2 separate regions of the Gossypium hirsutum genome follow, and region 2 is linked to region 1. Evidence: chromatin contacts called from public Hi-C data. All regions are on one chromosome and are shown on one strand. The core of a region is the stretch at or near the end of the contact, and the rest is flanking DNA. Distances in the headings are between cores, read along the strand shown.

The links. A called contact is a pair of places that touch in the nucleus more often than the background predicts.
Region 2: a Hi-C map of leaf shows a contact between it and region 1, with 2.0 times the contacts expected there. The contact joins two enhancer-like sites. A contact is called at or near these places in 7 of 34 Hi-C or Micro-C datasets (callus, fibers and leaf).

The regions. Positions count from the first base shown.
Region 1 is chrD10:6,174,822-6,178,598 of Gossypium_hirsutum_v2.1, forward strand. No RefSeq gene overlaps it. Among protein-coding and RNA genes, the nearest start is that of LOC107916359, 8.9 kb to the left of the region's middle. Within about 2 kb of position 1,535, at least 3 of the 9 cell types and tissues checked have an H3K27ac peak or open chromatin away from gene starts, as enhancers often do. A contact at or near this core is called in leaf, where this site is marked.
Region 2 is chrD10:6,224,431-6,228,451 of Gossypium_hirsutum_v2.1, forward strand. No RefSeq gene overlaps it. Among protein-coding and RNA genes, the nearest start is that of LOC121222352, 48 kb to the right of the region's middle. Within about 2 kb of position 2,136, at least 2 of the 9 cell types and tissues checked have an H3K27ac peak or open chromatin away from gene starts, as enhancers often do. A contact at or near this core is called in leaf, where this site is marked.

The sequences.
Region 1 (3,777 bases), core at 285-2,784:
CATGAACGGAATTCGAACAGCAAAAGAAGAAATAGGATAAGATTCCAATACGTGTATCAAGCTACTATATTTAAGGTTATATTTGCCCATCTATTTTTGTTGTGTAAAAGAGTTTAAAGCAAATTAACCTCAGGATACAATGAAGCCAATGACTATTTACGTTTTGTACTAACGAGAATAGTTCACTAAGTACTGAGCAATGTATAACAAGAAACTCAATTTTTATAAAGATTTTTGCAGTAATACTTTATAGAATAATAATATTAGAAAATTGAGGAAGGAAAGAAAAATTTTAGAATTTGTTGATGTGATTTCTAAATGAAATCTCATTCCTAACTTTTGACAAATGACTAAAAGATTTATGTTTTGATTAATTACACCCATTCATGCAACTTGATGTTGTACATGCACTTGTTGTTTTTCTTGGTGTTTAAGGTTTAAAGTTCGTGCCTTGTAATTATTTCTAAATTCACTCATTTGTGTAAGTTGTACCATTAAAAAAATTTATACTTGAAAAATTGAGGTTTTGGGTTTCAATTTAGAGATTAGGGGTTCTAGAAAAAAAATTTCTCAAGGTGTTAAAATTTATAAGTTTAAATTATTATTTGGTCCATTTGATAAAAAATTGTCACGCATTTTATTTATTATTTTTTAAAATATAATTTAACAATATGTGCTTATGTTAAGAATCTCCTTAACAAATTTACCAAAATAATTATTTAAAAGATTTAGGATTATTCTTTTAATGTTTGATATAAATAATTTAAGATTTAGGAATTAAAGTTTAAAGTTTTTGGCATTGACTTTGGTGTGGAAAGCATAAAGTAGAGAGATGATATATATATATATAAGATTTAAGGTGAGCTGATTGAATTTTAGTTTAATTGGTACGAGCATTGTTGTCAATACAAGAGGACGTGGGTTTGAGTGCGCTGGAGCACATTATCTTCCTATTTATGGGTTGGGGAGAGGTTATGGATAATTTTAGGTATTGTCTCAAAAAGAGTTCTTCCTAAGCTTAGGGGTCTAAGAGATTGGTGTGTTGTCTATAGAAGTTTCTAATGAGAAGATTAAAATTGCTTAATTTAATATGCCATTTCTAAAAGCATTAGGAACTCAGTTTTTTAGTTGTACCGATACTGAAAGTTCTTAGCCTTGAGAACTTCTCTTATTTCTGAACCACAAGCCTCTGTTCATTGGCTTAGAAGATAATTATGAAAGTGATTGTTAACAGACTGAAGAGAGTCATGCCTATCCTTCAATCCTAATCAAGTAGGTTTTGTGCCTAAGATACCCTTTCTTGATCAAGTTTTAGATTTGGTTCCATAGGTGGATACACTTTTCCATCATGTGTTTTTAGTCTTTATGGAAAAGGCAATACCTCAAGGTGTCTGTCTTGATACTTAACCTTAATTTCTCTGCGTGTTTGGTGAGGTTGTCTCTTTTTATAGCGAAAAGGACTTCTCGTCAAGGTCTATTGAGGGGTGTATAAATATCGTACTTTTGCAAAGGTGATCACCTTGTCTTATTATCTTGGAAGCATCGAGGGGACCGTCGTCCGAAGAATTCTCCCATGCCCTTTCTCCTCTTTTACTTATTTCGTTGTTGCTTGACCACCATAGTTTCTTCAGCGTTGATATAGTTTTCCGCCCTTACAAGCAGGTACAAGAAGACCTTTGGCGACTTCTTTGAAAGAGACTTGAACTCTCAATCTCTTAATCCATTAGTAAATATTCCAATTCTGATGGTGTGGTCTAAATTTTTTATTTGGAGAGTTTCAACGTTAAATTAGGTAACATTTCTTTTAGAGTTTCATCCACCTATTGCTTTACTATCATCAAGGTGATGGGTGCCCTCTTGTGGATAATGTTGCTAAAGAAATGGATCATAAACTTCAACCCAAGCTCTTAGAAATTTGATACGAACCTTGGTTTTAAGGAACAAAACCACAAGCTTGTTGTCTTCTTTAGGGTAACAAGATGTAGAGCCATGCCCTGAAATTCTAGGTAAAATTCGAAAATAAGCGTATTAAGTGAAGTCTTGAGGAATTAATTTTATTTGCAGGAAATAAATTTTGTGAAAATGATTATGATTATGAAATTTTGGAAAAAAAGACCAAACTATAAAGTCAAAAAAGTAGAATAACCTAAAGTGTAAATTTTCCAACGATTAAAGAAACGAGCTAAAGATTATTAATAAAGTAACATACGACTAGGAAACTAGATTGGAAGAAAATGAAGTTTGGACTAAATTGAATAAAAATAAAAGTGCAGCTTTTCCTTGAGCAAGATTATATTATGGTTGATATTGTGATTTGTGGAGCCTCCAAATGTTCAGTTTCATATATGGAACATGCTCAAACTAATTAAAAAACCAAAATTTTATCTTATAAATTATCAAAATTGAATACATTTTTCGCTTACTAATACAAGGCAATATAATTATAAACTCTGTAAATGGTCTAAGCATTTATGTAGTACAACATTACTTGTTCACACTCTTTCAAACTTCAAATGGTGATGCGATCCTCTGAAGATGCTAGTTCAATCTTCACGGGAAAAGCTTTCACATGTGTTTTTAAACAACTAATGTGATCATCTCAAAGAGCTTAGTAAGTAAATAACGATATTTCTTTTATGAACATTAAACTTAAATTCATTTGGGCCATATATTAATGAAGGTTTAGTTCCAATATTTTATTGTCACATTACTAAAACTAAAGTTACTTCAATATGTTTTCTTTCAATTATTTTCTTTACACATATAAGGTGATTACCATTTATGATATTCTTACTCTGAGTATATTCATTTGTAAATTTGTAAAATTTTCAAACAGATTAGTTAATAAAACAATTCATGGATTACATTAATATACTTTGTATAATTGTCCTCATGTGGTTTTTGCATGCAAAGCAAAATAGAAAAAAATATTGATTCACTGGTTGTCTAATGTTTAAATTAATACTAAGCGGTGTTACGTGGTCAGATCGTAATACGAAAAAATAACTTATGTCGAAACTATTTTTATGTTAAAAAACGGGGATCGACTTTGAAAATAAAATGGGAGTCGCCACCGATCTTTTATTGTGGTATGATCGGATCACCTCGAAAATAATTTTAGGTCTGCGAATTTTGAGAAAACAGGTTCGGGAGTCGGTTACGCACGAGGAAGGGTTAGTACCCTCATGACGCCCAAAATTGGTACCGAATTGATTGTTTAATGTCTTGATGTCGAAATTTTGAAATGATTTTAAAATTCGATCCTTTTATCCTGAATAAAATGAATTGGATGATAATGTTCACTTATTCCAGAGAAATAAATTGTCATACTCAGTAAGTTAGAGTGCAACATTTCAAATCTTCAAAATTAAGTTTGTCTTAAAAAATCATATGTTTTGAGAAGGATACTTGGTTATTTGGGTCAATCGAGAAATCAAAACCCAGTAAGTTAGGGTTCAATTTCTTAAAATTCCTAAACACCAAATATTACCTTTATTTTAAAATCAAGATAACAAAAGGTTATATCCAGTAAGTTAGGATCCAACATCTTGAAATCTTAAATGCTTTATTTTAAAATTGTATGGTTTAAATAAAATGGATACTTGATGACGTAAATTCATCGAGAAGAATTGAAGCCCAGTAAGTTAGGGCACAATTCTCTCGAGAACTATTAAACACCAAGCTTTTTTAGGAATTTGGAATAAAACGATTATAATGCTTTAATGAAATGTCATTCTTACAAACAATATAATTGAATAACAATATACAAAGCAAATG
Region 2 (4,021 bases), core at 886-3,385, 50 kb after region 1:
ACTTTCAGCAGCAGCAAAGGATGAGAGAACCCTAGCCGCATGCACACCTTCAGTAGTGCGCGCCGCTCCAACTCCTCGCCGCCTCTGCCTATGCGCACCGTTCCATCTCCTCGCACGCCATCGTCACGCCTCTAACACCTGCAGAGAGCAATAAACACGCAAGCACAAGAAGACAAAACGACGCCGTTTTGGAGTGTGGGTTCAGGAGCCAAAACGACGTCGTTTTGGCCCTGACTTGGCCCAGTGGAGTTAAGGATCTGCGCGTTTCTGTTAAATGGGCTACTTATGCCCTTGGTCCCTCCTCATTATTAATTTGTTTCGATTTCATCCTTCTGCTTGTTTATTTATTCTTTTTTATTTTGCCCTGCGAATTTTTTGCTCGTCTCAGTTTAGTCCTGCACAAAACGCGCATAAGGGGTGGGAATATTGCACAATCGGTCCCCCATGTCCTCAGTGCATTTTATTTCAGCCCCCTAGCAATCTGTTTTATTTATTTGCAATTTAAACTCTGATTTTTGGCCTGATTTCAATTCGGTCAATGACTTGTTTGTATTATTTCCCTTTTTATTTTTTTATTTATTGTTTATTTATTGTTTCTATTTTTATTTTAAAAAATATTTTCATTAAATAATTCAATTAATTTTTTACTCATTTTCTATTTTTGATTTAATTAAGGCATTTTAAAATCAACATTAATAAAAGAGGATCGTATTTTAAATCTTTTCAAACTTTCAGCTTTCGACATAAAGACATTAAATAATCAACTAAGATACCAATTTTGGGCGTATCGAGGGTGCTAACCCTTCCTCGTGCGTAACTGACTCCCGAACCCATTTTCTAAATTTCGTAGACCAAAATCGTTGTTTTGATAAAATCAAATCGTTTATTAAAAACAACCACTTTTTAAGATGATCCGATCACACCTCATCAAAAAGGATTGGTGGCGACTCTCATTTTCGTTTTTATTTTTAAAATCCAAGTTAACCCCATTTTATTCAAAAAATGGTGTCAACATTCATCAGACAAACTTATTTGTATATATATATATAAAGCAAGATTCCAACCTAAATCTCAGAGAGAGAAGAAAACAAACATCAATTAATCGCTAAGGTACAATCATTTTTCCTATCTTTTTCCTTTGTGTCATTTCATGCAATAAATTTGTGCTTTGAAACTTGGATTTGTTAATGATTTGTTTTGGGAATTATTTACTTGATTTAGAAGCAGAACCAACATTAAATTATTATTGTAATCTGGGCAAAATAATCAACACAACAGAACAAAAAATCCATACTATAAAATGAAAGAGGGATGCAACCTTTTCAATTGGAATTACGTGTTTGATATGAATCGGCTGTGAATGTGACGACAGAGATACGACCCCACTCTTAGCAAAGACTAATGAAAAGCAGTTTTATATGTTGTCGTTTCTATTGCCTGTCGCATCAACTTCATGTTCTACTCGATTAGTTAAAATGTGGATTGATTTCAACCAAGAAAATATTTCTTTTCTGTAATTTGTCTGCATAGGTTTTTTTTTTTAATGAAAGTGGTAATATTTATTGTCGTTATTCGTATTCGATGAGAAAAAAACAACAAAATGGGTTGTAAAATTCACTCTTCTTTTCATGGTTTAACTCCAATTATATATCTTCTTTTTCTCTTTGAGGTGGTGTTTTGATTCTTCAAGTATTTGTATAGCTTTAGAGGTCCATTTCTGTTAACCCTAAACCGGTCTTGGTTTCATGGCTTCAACACCGAAAATGAACCTTTTTTATCATTTGGAATCAAAATGTTTGGCTGTAGTACGTAAAGAGATGTATTATAGTGTTCACACTTCTCTAATTTCCTACCATTACTATTTCACCTAAATTTGGCTGCTAATAGATGAAGAATATTGCAGCTGTGTATAAAATATTGAGCAGACAAAGATTTATATATATAGTAGTATTTTTATTCACTGACCGTCTTAATTGCCAATTGGTTTATGCATGACATGTGATGTACAATTGACTGATGGATATTTATGAAATTATGAAGAAAAAAAAATTTGTGGACCAGAATCTGATATTGAAAGGGAATAATTATGTATTAAATATTCTTTTATTATCTCCTTAGAATCGTGTCTGCACAAATTGTGTAGTGTACATGTGGAAGCAGTCTACTAAACGAAAGCGACCAAAAAACCAATCAACGAACACCAAAATAATGTTAAACTTTGGCCTGCATTGCAACAAAAGACCAGCAGCAGCAAATTGAGCAATGTCAAGCTATTATACTGTTCTGAAGTGAAGAAATGGAGCTGGTTCGATTGAAGCAACTTATTTTGGATGATTTGTTCTTATGTAACTTTGTCCAAATCTTTTGTATTTTGATAGCAAAGTTAGTAGGATAGATTGATTGATTTACTTTGATGTAATAGCTGGTATGCCAGCTTTCTTTTGTATGCAAGTTGTAATATTTTTAGTATGATTTTAATGGGAGCAGTTAACAAGTAGGTAACTGTACAAACCTTTTGTAACTTACATATATTCAAAATTTTAATGAAAATTTAAATGACTTTCAGTTACATTTTGCTGAGTTTTTTCAGTTTCAAGTTTCCTTTTCTTTGCTTATTCGGTCTCTTATTTTCTTTGCTGAAAAATCCAACAAATGGTATCAAGAGCTCATTGTCTTTGAGGGCCTTGGTTGTACACTGTCACTAAGCAAGTTGTGCTTAAAACAAAAGAAGCAGAGGTTGTTTTTTGGTTGCTGTGAAAATGAGTTTTACACCACCTCCTCCACCTGTCTTTGCTGGAGAAAATTACAACATTTGGGCAGTGAAAATGAGGACATACCTGCAGGCGCATGACCTGTGGAATGTTGTTCTTAATGACACTGAGCCACCACCACTAAGAGCCAACCCGACCATAGCTCAGGTTAGGCAGCATAGTGAAGACTGTGCCAAGAAGTACAAGGCCATGTCATACCTTCAAACTGGAGTTTCTGATGTTATTTTCACGAGGATAATGGCCCGTGACACACCAAAGCAGGCCTGGGATAAACTCAATGAGGAGTTTCAAGGGTCTGATAAGACCAGGCAACAACATCTGATCAACTTGAGAAGGGACTTTGAGAACTTGAAAATGAAGGACTCGGAAACTATTAAGCAGTATGCTGATAGAATTATGGCTACTGTCAACAATATAAGATTGCTTGGGGAAGAATTTAGTGACCAAAGAGTGGTTGAGAAGGTCATAACAACCTTGCCAGAGAAGTATGAAGCAAAAATTTCTTCTCTGGAAGATTCAAGGGACTTGTCAACAATCCCTTTGACAGAGCTTATAAATGCTCTTTATGCTCAAGAGCAAAGAAGGGCAAACAGAATGGAAGATCACTATGAAGGAGCCTTTCAAGCTAGAAGCAAAGAAAGCTCAGGTTCAAACTCGAATACCAAAGACAAGAAGCCTTGGATAGAAAAGAAGAAGAAAGAGCCTATCAAGAAGAAGTTTCCACCTTATATTCATTGTAAGAAGACTACTCACCTTGAAAAATACTGCTGGTACAAACCAGACATTCAATGTAGACGCTGCAAACAATTTGGCCACATTAAAAAGGTCTGTAAAAACAAGTCAAAAGCACAACCTCAGTATCAGAATCAAGCTCAGGTTGCAGAAGATGTTGAAATAGAAGAAGAGCGTGTTTTTTCAGCATCATGCTTTGCAAGCTCGAGCAAGGTTGGCAAATTTTGGCTAATTGACAGTGGATGTACTCACCACATGGCTTCTGAGAAGAGTATATTTAAGGAGCTTGACACCACTTACAAGTCCAACGTCAGAATTGGCAATGGTGAGCTGCTAGAGGTAAAAGGCAAAGGCAAGGCTTTGATAAGCACTAAGTCAGGTAATAAAACCATTTCTGAGGTTCCCTACGTACCTGATATTGGCCAAAACTTGCTGAGTGTTGGCCAGTTACTGGAGAAGGGCTACTCTCTGATTTTTGAAGGCAATAATTGTTTGATCAAAAATGCTGCCGGTGAAGT